2 separate regions of the Rattus norvegicus genome follow, and region 2 is linked to region 1. Evidence: chromatin contacts called from public Hi-C data. All regions are on one chromosome and are shown on one strand. The core of a region is the stretch at or near the end of the contact, and the rest is flanking DNA. Distances in the headings are between cores, read along the strand shown. Region 1 has its middle 140 kb from the start of Mpdz. Region 2 has its middle 510 kb from the start of Nfib.

Evidence for each region. Hi-C and Micro-C count contacts between places; a contact is called where the count stands out from the background.
Region 2: a Hi-C map of psoas muscle shows a contact between it and region 1, with 2.2 times the contacts expected there. The contact joins two enhancer-like sites.

The regions. Positions count from the first base shown.
Region 1 is chr5:101,106,755-101,113,294 of GRCr8, forward strand. No RefSeq gene overlaps it. Among named protein-coding and RNA genes, the nearest start is that of Mpdz, 140 kb to the left of the region's middle. Within about 2 kb of position 1,702, at least 25 of the 93 cell types and tissues checked have an H3K27ac peak or open chromatin away from gene starts, as enhancers often do.
Region 2 is chr5:101,508,907-101,515,110 of GRCr8, forward strand. No RefSeq gene overlaps it. Among named protein-coding and RNA genes, the nearest start is that of Nfib, 510 kb to the right of the region's middle. Within about 2 kb of position 1,280, at least 11 of the 93 cell types and tissues checked have an H3K27ac peak or open chromatin away from gene starts, as enhancers often do.

The DNA.
Region 1 (6,540 bases), core at 452-2,951:
TACTTTGCTTGTGTCCTGCAACTCTTTGTCCTGACTACAGACGAGGCAGAAGTGTGAAGCCGCGCAGGCTACAGGGCGCTCATTGTCAGCCTTGCGGGGCTCCCCGGCCAGATGCCACTATTCTATCATTAGCCTGTAGCTCACGTCAGGGGAAGCCGTGCTCTGCGAACGCTTCCAAACCTCTCTTGACTCTTTCCTCCTCCGGTTATTTTTAAAATGTATCTTTCCTCCCTTTTCATTCTGGTGCAGAAAGTGACCCCAACACACTCCAAGTCCGTAAGTCTGGGTTTTCCCTTTCTTTGCGTTAGTCCTTTTGCTCTAAACCAAAGAGGCTTGGGCATAATAAAAATGTCTATACCACAGATATTTGTGGAAAGCACATGGTGCCATTTTGCCAGACTACTCTTATTTGTTAAACTGAGTTAAGTGTAACGTGATTCCAAAAACTGCCTTCAGAATGAAAGAAAAGGCTTGTAAAGCCAGAGAGATAATTGCCGCAATCTGGGTTACAGAAAACACAAAACAAAGGAGCACAATCCTGTTTTGTGTGTGTGCTGATTGTGTGCGTCTTTTTGTTTTGGTTTGGATTTTTCCTTGCTTGATGTACCCAAACAAGTGAAATACTCCACTGTGCGCACGTTGAACGGCATTAAAAAAAAAACACCCCGAATCCTGCAGAGCTGTAACAAAACACAGCCTCTGTTAGTGGACAGTGGCACATTTGTGGTATGAATGTCTTTTCAAAACGGAAGGCTCCCTATCTCTCCCTCCAATGAGCAAACAACCCTCAAGGAATCCAGCTATCTCCAGTTGCCAGGACTTCAGCACGCACACATCTACCCGCACCTGAAGCTGTCGGCTGATTTTGCACACATGAAGTCAATTTGAAAAGAACTCAGGTCCCCAAATCTTATACAAGAATCCATAACAATCCTAAGGTATCCTTGTCTTTCTGCAGGGTTTTCAGAACCATGACTGTGTTATCAGCCTTCCCATTACTGAGGAGAGGGTCCTTTGGGATGGTTTGTAGACTGGACTGTTCTCACTTTTCCTTTTTCTGACTGCCAATTGTTTCTAGACTCTAACCACTTTCCAAGACAATGATTTCCATACGAGCATCTGTATGTAAATATTAATAATCACTGCATGTGCTCTCAAGTATAGAAAAATAAACACCGTTCCCACACATATTTCTTGTTTTAAAATTGCTGGTTCGTACTCCATAAAAAGGGTTCTGTTCCCCAAAGCGTTCTGCTAATGTCCATTATTAAAGGGAATGGGAACAAACTTCCCTAATTTCCTGGTTTTATGTTTAGAAGCGAAGCTGGTGGGTCTGAGCTAAGCTTTTGGTCTGTTTAGAGGCAGATTATGTGTTACATGTTTTGAAACCAGCATCTCTCATTTTCCCAGGAATCACCACACGATTTGCCGCTTTAAATTTCAACTGGGCTGCCTCTTCTAGCCTCAGCTGACTCCGGCTTTCCTTCCTTACTGCTAACTTTTTCTTCAATAGCAGGTTTGTCAGAGGAAAGGGCAAAAGTATGTCAGGGGCTTTCTTCCTTTTAGATGTAGATAGCCCAGACAGCAACGAGAGGGCAGGAGAAGAGATGAAATGTATTAGGTCGCTAAGGTGCATGTAAGGATAAACCCATGAAGGGCTCGATGCAGAACTTGGCAGTGGAACTGCCCTGCTGAGCCAAAAAGCCAGCCAGGGCAAGGAAGCCTGTGATTACGGCTCGCTCTGAGAGCGAGACCCGCAGGGAGGGTGTGGAGGCTGCTTGGTGAGAAGTCTGTTTGGAAATACAAGGGGGCAGGGTATGAAAAAGAGACAAGTCTGAAAAGACTCTGAGTCTAATCAGAATGTGGATGTTCCTGACCTTAAAAAAAAAAAAAAAAAAAAAAAAAGACAGGATAGCAATATTTCAAAATTCCACAAAAGCAAACAAACAAAAAACCCAAAAAACAAAATGAAACAAAACAACAGCAGCAGCAGCAACAAGGTTTCCATTTTGAATTCTGTTCCATTGAGAACAAGTAGTTGGAAAGGCACCCTTCAAACACTTCAGTGAGAAGTGAAGCTTTTGGTTGAAATGCTCAACCACAGAAGGGGCTAGGATGAGCCCCGTTGACAGTGTAGAGTAAGAAAACCCCTTTTCCTCTCTTTGGCACTTTTGTTTCTAAATACGGTTGGAGTACTTTAAAAAAAAAACATTGTTGTTGGGTTGAATCATGAAATTTTTAATTTATCCATTTTTTTAAGTTGCTATGGGTAATCTAATTAGCTGAGCCTTACAATTCTTTTCCTTACAGAAATCTGATTCTAATTTCTTGTGATTGGCTCCCCAGGAGCCCCGTGGTATTTGTTCGGTTGTTCCGAGGCTTCTCCTTTGCTCTTAGATACAGACATTCTTCCTATTTGAATGCCTGTTCCAATTTTAGAAAGGTGGACAAAATCAAACCATTTAACACTTCAATGTGGCATCTAAGTGAAGTAAGTTCTCCCTCTGTTCCACCCGAAATTCCACTACAGAATTTGGATTTCCGAATTATTAGACAATGGAAATGCTGAGAGACAGGATGTAGGCATACATTTCAGGGTTTATAGGTCTTTATTTCACTTTACGTCTTAAACAAATAAACAAGCAAATGAAATCATAAACAAACATACAAGCAAAATCATGACAAAATGTAATTTAAACATATAATACACACAAGTTAGGTTCAAGGAAAAGTGTATTCCTAAGTTTCTTGGTAGACTTGAAGTGATCCCACTATATTGCCTCTCTGTCCCAAGGTTGGGGAAGGGAGTCTGCACCAACTATCAAGCTGAGAGAACTTCCTTCCTTCTGGTTCTCTGGGAACTGTCCTGTATTCTGGATACAGATGTGCGTGCTGACATCAAGTAGGAAGCATGCAAGTGCAGGATGCATAGGAGGCTGGGATATGGGGTGAGGCTGACTTATACAAGACCCCCGTGAAGGAGATTCTGAAATAGCCAATACTGAGAGCTAATTGATGTGTGAGCGTAATGTCTTCCCTTGATTTTAGGGGTTGATACGAACAGAGAAATCAAGTGCGAATCCATCTGCTCCAATGTGGAGAAAGTACAGCTTCATCAGCTTAGAAGCAACATGGAAAGGGGAGCTTTAACAGCAAAGCACAACAGAAAACTCCATACAAGGAATGTGCAAATGACTACCTGTGTTCGCTCTTCCTTTCTGAGTATATAGTTAGGTTGATGTGTATTTTTTTTACCAGTCATGTTGCCTCATCTCCTCATTGTGTGCTTTGTATAAGATATTTCCAGACCATCATCATAAAATTACTTAAAATGTTACGTGTTTCAGAAGAATAATAATTCCTTTATTTTTTCTTTATAATTAGTAAATGAAAAAAAGCATAATATTTATTTTGAAACCAATAGGTGGTGCTGTGAATTTCTATATTTTAGTTCAAAGCAGTATATTTATTCCCTAGTCCTCAGTGGAATTAGAAATTTTCTAGTTATCATAGTTAAAGTTTTCACATTAAAAGTAAAAAGCCCAGACTGAGTTCCACACGCAGTTAGTCCTATGATTGTTTCCCTTTCTTTGCAAAATCAACCAAAATGCAGGGTTTAAAGGAAATCTCTATGATTCTTTGGAAGGAAGGCATATTTACAGAAACTCACCCACATGGTCTTTTCTATCCTCCCGCAACCCCATGGTCTCTTTCCATCTACTAATTGGAAATACGTGGAGATTCAGAATTAGAACATTATACTTTATTGCCTGAACAGCCTTAGGGTGCTAGATGTCTATAAAAGGCAATACTCTCAGTGCTGCTACACCAAAATTCTTTATCTATCTTCATAGACTCCCAGAGCCCTGTTATAAGAGATCAGGGAGCTGTGACAAGCAATGTAAAGTGAGCCGTGTTGGACTCAGAGCGGCTTTGTGCCTCTCTTCATGGGAAACAACGTGCTTAAGCTGCATGGAAGGGAAGTTTGACTGTTCAAAAACCACAAAAAGTGAGACTCTTTAGGAAAGAAGGTACATTTGTCACGGAATCCCTTCCCCCTTTATCTCTGCATATGAAACTGATATAAAGGAAAAACAGGAAGTTCCATGAGTTCTTGTAAAAAGAAACAGAAAGGACAGTGACAGCTATGCCTGACTATATTATCAACCCTCTCTTTCCTCAAAACGTCTGGGTGATTTTTAACCTCTCTTCCTCCAGATGTTTGGTACATTGTGAAGTTCACCTTAGTCACTTCAAAGTGCTGGCTGAGCAGCCTGGTTGCCTATGGAAGGCAAGTTTGCAGAAGACATGCTAATTTGCATATGATTGCACTGCATAGGTAGACCATGTTCCTCCTCTACCCCACCAGGATACTTTGTGGAATAAATCCTTCGGAAGCTCCTAGCTGTTTCTTCCTGCCCTTTGAGCAGTCAGGTTGCCTTCTTCTGCTGAGATGGTGGAGGTTGGACTGAAACAACTGTTAACTATCACTTCTCCATGTTTCCTCCTTATACATAGTATTTAGGCTATGAGAGAAGACTTGAGTGCAGAAGTGATTATCTCATATATGTCATTAATAGAAAGAGGGCGTGGGGAAAGGGAGTTGAGAGTGGCTATGTGCTGGGCTGGAGGCAGCTCACCTGGAGTACTCAATTAAGAGTGGAAACTATGTTTTAAAATAAAAGTGACAGTGTAGAACATGACTGAGGGACTTAGTAAGAATGATGAAGAAATGTGAGAAGCATATGTGACACAGCTTCAGAAATGGGAGACTTTTAGTTTCATAAGAAATGTTGGGAAGAGCACAGTAGGGTCAGCAGTGATGACGGTCTCCTGGTAACTGACAAGCTATCATATGGAGAAAACATTTATAGCAATTTGATATGATTCTAGGATGCTTATCAAGGATTAATCAAAGGAAATTGTCATTTGCTATCTCACTGTCAAGATACTAGCATGAGATGTAAATAGCTTTCTTTCATGATGAGAAAATCAAACACAACTCAAACAATTCAGTTTATAATAATGTCGTGAATTTGGACCGAATTTAAAAATTAAAAATGTTAATAAGCTAATAATCTGGTGAGTTTGGACAAAATAAAATATTAAAACTGTTACAATGGTTCAGAACAATTTTTTTAAATGAAAAAGAAAACCACTCTCTTCAAATTGTTCCAGAAAACAAACATTTATTGAGCAGCTATTGTGTGCCCAGCGCCTCTTTAGATCACAGAGATCAGTGCACCAGACATAGCAGAGCTGTGCTGTTGCATACCCTTAACCCATGGGAAAGGTGAATGCAGTCACTGAAAAACAAAAACAAAAATGAAAAACAAACAAAAAAATAAAACAATTCCTTGACAGGTGCTAAGAGCTAAAACAGAGTAATAAGGTGCTAATTTAGATAAGGAAGTCAATACTACTACCTACACATGAACAGGAAGGCTTGTATGTAGAGTCTAATGAAAGTGCATCACAAAAAATGTTGGAGTAGAAATTAGTTAACAGTTTGTGGAGATACAGAGTCCCTTGATTGTTTTTGTCCTTGTATATTCAAGTTGAACATGCCGAACACTGTATGCACATGGTGATGGTAGATTTCTACAGAATGTTGGTGATCAGATCACACACACATACGCACACACAGACACACACGCACACACACACACGCACACACACACACACACGTGTGCCCTCCTCAAAAATTCTATTACAACCAAAATGACATGTGAAATATTTTATTTACATATGTCCACGCTCCATTCTCCAGTTTCAACTTTACATCTCTATTCTCCTTTACATCTCACAGCCCCAGAGAAGTGAATATTAACGTTTCTTACTGTGAAGTTCTAAGCCCTTCAGTAATAGAGTTAAGAATGGCAGAGTGAGAAAGAATCTGTCATGACGCCATCCTTTCTGAATGCTATCAATGGCAGGGTTACTTTCTCAGTACATCTCCAGCTACACAGGAAGGAGTGCAGCTTTGCTGTTACTTTGGATGGGAGGGAGCACAGCTTGTTTAGTTAGGAATGGATTTAGGTTGCATGGAAAGAAAATCTAAATTAAGACTCATGCCCTGAAGATTTTATTCTCTCATAAAATAAAACCAGAGGTTGGATACGCAGGGCTGGTAAAGTAGTCATGTAAAACCTTCAGAGAACCAGCATCCTTTGAAGTTTCCATTATACCTACAGAGGAATCCCTCTCATATATATGGTTCTTGGAGTCACAGGAGGGCCAACAATATATGAATTTGAACTTATAAAAATGTATACTAATATTTGAATTACTATCACATGCCTTTCTCTTTCCCTCCCTCCATCCTTCCCTCCCTCTGCTCTTTCCTCTTCCTCTCTCTCTCTCTCTCTCTCTCTCTCTCTCTCTCTCTCTCTCTCTCTCTCAGACAGGGTTTTTCTCTAACAGCTTGGCTGTAGTAGAACTCACTTTATAGTCCCAGATATGCAGATATCCACTTGCCTCTGCCACTTAAGTGCTGGATTAAAGGCGTACACCACCACGTCCAGCTATATCCTGTGATTT
Region 2 (6,204 bases), core at 30-2,529, 400 kb after region 1:
TAAAAAAATCAGAAATGAATATCTATGCGTGTCTGTGAGAATTTCAGCACCTGTGCTAGGCAGCATGTCCTGGTCATGTTTCTCAGATTGGATGAGGTTTTTAAAGAAGGAATCTGTCTCCAACGGGGATTAGTTCTTACGCATAGCCCAATGGCTGCTGTAGTCTTATTTTTCTATTATAATTCATTAACAGCATTTAGGATACTTCCTTCTTGGATCGCTGCTAAGGTTGAGTACCCAAGGGTCTTCGGCCTCCAGACTCTGTGAGTTGGGCCAAGCACAATACTGTCATAACCGCCCAAGGCTGCTATTTCTTCCCAACTAAACAGCTCAAGTGGAAATCGCTGTTCACAGCACACCTCCGACTTCACTTCCGAGCTACTTTTGGCATCATTAACCACAATAGTCTGGAGTGCTTCTGTGTGCAGTTGCAATAACGCTTCAGAACATCCTGAGATTGGTTACTGCTGTGGTGCAGATGTCTTGGTGGTGCTGGGCTGTACAGTGGTTATTTGAACCTTATTTCTCAGGGGTGCACAAGAAGCCTTGAGTTCACATCTATTGTACACTTCATGGAGAAATTAACTGCTACTTTTCTTCTTCTTCTTCTTCTTCTTCTTCTTCTTCTTCTTCTTCTTCTTCTTCTTCTTCTTCTTCTTCTTCGTCTTCTTCTTCTTCTTCTTCGTCTTCTTCTTCTCCCCCTCCTCCTCCCCCTCCTCCTCCTCCCCCTCCCCCTCCCCCTCCCCCCCTCCCCCTCCTCTTTCCCCTCCTCCAAAGAATTCCCTTGTCCAGGCTTTTGAGCCTTCTCCCTCAGGCATGGAGAGGATACCACTATCCACTTCCATACCCTGAAAGGGGAGCTTCTCCCACAGCTGGTCTGTGCCTGCATTGCCTCCACATGCTGCTGGGAAACCACGTCTTGAAGTCAAGTGATAAAGTTGCACTTCTGTTTCCAGTGGCACTGGTCCAGCGAGGGAGACTGGCAGCTTTGTGAGTGGCTTCCCAGCAGGGTCGCCAAGTGCAGCAGTGCAGCTGGGACGTGTTTCCTCACGGCTGTGCCCGAGACTGTGGTTAGCTTCGGATTCCTGCGAATGTGACTGGAAAATGTTTGCATTTTAGCTCTAGTCACTAACAAATTACAGCCACCTCTTCAACACATGGACCCGGAGAGAGCCTGACCCCATTATGGAAACGCAAGCTCATGTGCTCAGGAGTCCTTAGCTAATGCTGATGCTCAGTCATTTCCAACACATTTTATGTCAGTCAGCCCACGTGGCTTGCAGGGTCTTCTTTCAAATGCATCACAGTTAAAAGATTCAGAGGCCTCCCTTCCATGGCCAAAGCAATGGCTCCTCCCCAGTTATTTTAAGACTCCCTCTCCTTTTCTGTTTTGCTCCAAGAAGAAAAGACCCAGGTCAGAAAGGGAATATATTGTCAGACTCAAATCACAAATTGGAGCAGCCAGTAAGTCTGCACTGAAGTCTTGACTTTTTAGTGGTGTGTGTGAGGGAGTGGGGGGTGGGATGTGAGGGGAAGGAAAAGAGACAGAAACAGAAGCAGAGATACAGAGAGACACAGAGACAGAGACAGATTAATGCAATAGAAGCAGCCGACCAGAAAGCCTTCTCCACAACTTCAAGAAACTAAATGCATAGAGCTTCCCTCTTTGTGGGTACAGTAGTCAAAAAGAAGACACACGCCCCTCTTCCCAGTGAAATAGAGAATCAGTCCTCTGCTAGGGTGTGGGGTGGCCTCCTGGGCCAGTCTTCACTATCTGCTTTTAGCATTGGATTGTTTCTTCACACTGAGGCCCAAACCTAGTTGTCTTTCTTCGCATCTCGCTTGCTTGCCTTCCTGACCGTGAAGTGTTGCCCCTGGCAGATCAGGCAGGCTTTGTACAGAAACCCCTCCACTGAGGAGGCGGGCTCAGCTGGGTCCTGCAAAAGCCTGAGCTAGCTGCTTGCTACCTGAGAAGCAGAAGCAAGTCTGTGTAAACTGCAGCCCCCATTGCCCCAGTGGGATATTTGCAAAGAAGGGAGAATAGAAGAGCAGGCACGTGATAGGCACTGAGGAAAACCCAGCCGCCATGACAGGATCTGGGGTAGCTGTTTCTGTTACCGTTGCAGGGGTTCCGGGAGGTTTCAGAGTGGAACAAAAACCCGCTGGTGTGTGGACTGAACTCCATTTTCTGTGAGTCTGAGTAGAGAAAGATAAACAGAACCTTTCACCGATAGACATATTTTAGAGTTCAAGTATGACATGATGGGTCCAAAATAGATTCCACATGATTGGAGCAAATCCAGAACCTGGTCCCCGAATAGCAATCAGTGCTGGAGGCTGAGCCGGCCTGCGCCATCATCACATAAAACACGGAGAAACTGCAAATCCCACACAGCTGCTAGTGAGTAAGGACAGCCCATACCTGGAGCCTGGTGCTGCAGCTCCATTTTCCAAAATTACTCAGCTTAGTTTAAATTGAGGGTCTCTTTGCCTAGCCACGAATACTTTAATGAACACTCGGAACTTTACAACGGCTTTCTCTCCATGAATTTTCTTTTCAAATGAGAGTTTCTGCTCTTTACAGCATGCTGTCAGGCAGAACTAATGACCCGGGGGCTTCATGCTAGGTTATTTTCATGAAAAACTCCAAATAACTTGAAACTATATAGGTCTTAAGCATCTCAGAAGAGAGACCCAAATTCCAGGGTCCTTGAACATGATGATGCACGATAGGATTTTGACCCGGGTTGGGGGAAGTTCTCTCAGGATGGTGGTAGGGTTCTCTATTGTGACGTAACTGACTTGCTTTGATGATATACAGATGGCAGGAAAAAAAGGAATAAAACCTAGAGAAGGCAGAGAAAGAGAAATGAAAAGTCCAGAAGACGGATGAACTTCATGCTGGCTAAGAATAACCTCTTTTATTTGTAAGCAACTATTTTTCTTTAAAATAGCCAGCAGCGGGACTCCGGAGAAGGTCTTTCATGTTTAACTGATGTTTCTCATATTTAGGAAAACGTAAAAATGTGTATAATTCAAAGGGTCAGCTGTAGGTCAGCAGCAAGCCAAAGCTAGCCTAAAGGATCCCTGCTGCTCCACGCACATCCGAGACACAGTAAGCTTGCGAGGGTTTCCTTCTGCCGCCTTTCCAAGCCACATTATTATGGATGTGCGAAAAGTGATAGCTGGAAAGCCGAATGTTTACGCAGGGACAGCTGGTACAGTGTGTGCCACCGCTGCCCTCACACTGGCCAGGAAGTCAGCACTTAAAAATGGCAGGGATGAGATGGTGGTTTTCCACGTCTGTGCTGAGAAGTCCTTTCATTGTTTAGATGTTTCCATGCGCATTTGGACTGGGCTGACTCTTACAAGGGCACGTCACGGCCTCCTTTTGTTTCACATAGTTCTTTCTGGCCATATCAATAGTCATTGTCCTTTAGGAAAGATCAAAGCAGTGTTCAGACGTTGAGAATCTCTACAGGTTATTTCTATCGACAGAAAAGTCTATGGAAAAAAATAAAAGACAAACTTCACCTTTTATTGGCATCATTGGATGATTAGTATAAATCCTAACAGCGCAAAAAATGTTTTTCTAGAACATTTCTGGTCACATCAGAGTTTCACTCTCCCCACTACTATTTGAGAATGTATGCAGGTACTAAGTAACTGTCACAAAAATTGGCCAGTAGCGGCATACTGGAGTTTAGTTACTAGGGTTACACACAAACCTTTAGTCAGTTTATTGCAAAGCATTGATTCATGACATTCAAAGGGAGCACAACACTACATAATCATAGTCTTAGGGCTCAGAGCAACCTTAAAGGTTCATCTGCCCTTGTCCCTGCCTTCAGAGACCTCAGGGAGATAAAGCACCTGAATTTCAAAAAGGCAAACTGTCTCGCTCCTTTCGCCACCTAGTTAAGAGGATTCAACCTCTAGTTTTCGTCTCCAAACACAATTGTCAATTGTCTGTGTGGAAAAGATATCCAACCTCCTTAAATCTATAAGAATAGAACGCAGATTTGCCATTTCCCCAGGCGGCGGAAGGACTGAACTCTAGGAGGGCCCAAAGGTTTTAGTTTTTGGTTTTGTTTTTTTTTTGTTTTTTTTGTTTTTTGTTTTTTGTTTTTTGTTTTTTGTTTTTTTTAATAAAGCAAGGAGGATGTTCCAGAACCAGATGGTGATTGTCGTGAATCTGCTAAGCATACTTGAACTGTCCACTGGGAACAGCTAAATGGTGAATTTATCTTAATACTATGGTGTTAACTGTGAACTGCCCACTTCTCTGTCTCCTCAAATTCCTTTTGAGTTATTTGAGCTCAGAGGTCATGCCTTCTGTGTCTTTGGCCTTACAAGACTGACCTATATGCTTAATAAATTCTACTGGATCCTTACTGTGTCGGTTTGAATGATAATGACCTCCATTGGTTCATCCATTTGGATACTTGGCTGTCAGTAGGTAGAACTGTTTGAGAAGCATTAGAAGGCGGGAGTGGACTTTGGGGTTTAAAAGACCCACACCATTACCAGTGTGTTCTCTTCCTCCAACTTACAGATCAATGTGTCCCTGCCACCGTGCCTTTGATCTGCCATCATGATCTCTAACCCTGTGAAACCCTAAACCCTGTTAAATGTTTCCTTTTATAAGTTTCCTTGGTCACAGTGTTTTATCAAAGCCATACACAGTAACTAAGACTCTTCCTAAAAAACCATAATCATTATCACTGAGTTTACACTACTGCTAGACATTTTGCCTAGCCTACTTTTTTTCCATTACTAAGTCAGATAAGATTATCTGAGACCTGAGTGGGCTAAATAGGCACCTGAAGGGTAAACAGAGGATATCTTTCAGTCATTAGCCTGCCCAGTAGCTGCTCCTAAAATATATCTTCATTAAAATTTTTCTGGTCTTGAGGGATGAATCTTGTGGGATCTGGAAGAGTTGGGAAAGGAGGTTTGCTCCCTCATCAAGGTGGAATGACTTCTAACTCCTCTGCAGAGACAGTAGACATTATATTAGAAAACCCTAGTCCTCTGAGATCAGCCAGATCGTTGCCATGAGGTGGGTAACACACTGCTGCTGAGCTACCTCAAAGCAGCTAATGTGGAATGCTCAGTTTCAGTCTTGTACTATTACCCTCTCACACAGTAGGGCAAATATTAGGCCACTGACCTAATGTGTGCCTATGCCTCACATTGATGCCCATCTTTCCAAATCTTTTTTTTTTCCTAAATGGAGGAAAGAAAAACAGAACTAAACAAAACAAACAAAACAGGCTAAAAGTAGCATCATGAAGTATTTGTCTTTCTGACTTGGTTTTGGTTCATTTATCACCATATTGTCAAAGTGTGTCCATGTTAATTCTCACAAGATATTCTCTTTTATTAAAGATGAACATTTCACAATACTGTAGATGCTTATTAAATTCCATAGTTCCTTAAATACTTACCTTTTAAAGGATATCTAACAATTTTCTAAATGATGGCCTATTTTAAAAGATACAATAAATATTATACCAAAAAGGGACAAAAATTTTATAGACATAATCATATACTCCTGAAGAACTAAAATAGTGATAATAATATTTAGAAGTGATTATATAGTGAAGGTGATTATCCTTATTACTTTATCCCACTACTATTAATTTTTTAAATGTTCAGGTATGTTTAAGTCAAACTATTTAAACTAAACCAAAGATACATTGTGGTTTTAAAATATACACATTCTTGTACCCTTTCACATGCCTACATATTAGTAGTACATTTTCAATAACTGACTTTCCATATAATTAAATTATATATTATAAATTTATTAATTTAGAGATTGCACAAGATAGTTTGTATAACATCATATATGTAAAATATGCTATTTCTAAAACTTCCATATAACCAGTTGATTCTCAATAACTCATTGAGATTTTCCTAACTGCTTGAGCTAGGTCCAAGTTTTGGTTATAGACAGGCAAATGGGTATGAACCCATGTGGGTATGACTTAACACTGATGTCAAGGGATTACATTAAGAGTTAAAACCAGAAGTGAAACAATGAAGAAACATGCTCAATCTTCCCATGATTACCTGTGATGAATTCTTTTTACTAAATTGAAGAGTATGTTTTGAATAAGATAGGGGATTTGATTTTGTTTGATTTTTTTCTGTGCTATTTACAAGCATTATGTATATAACAAAGAATTTCCACCTTCT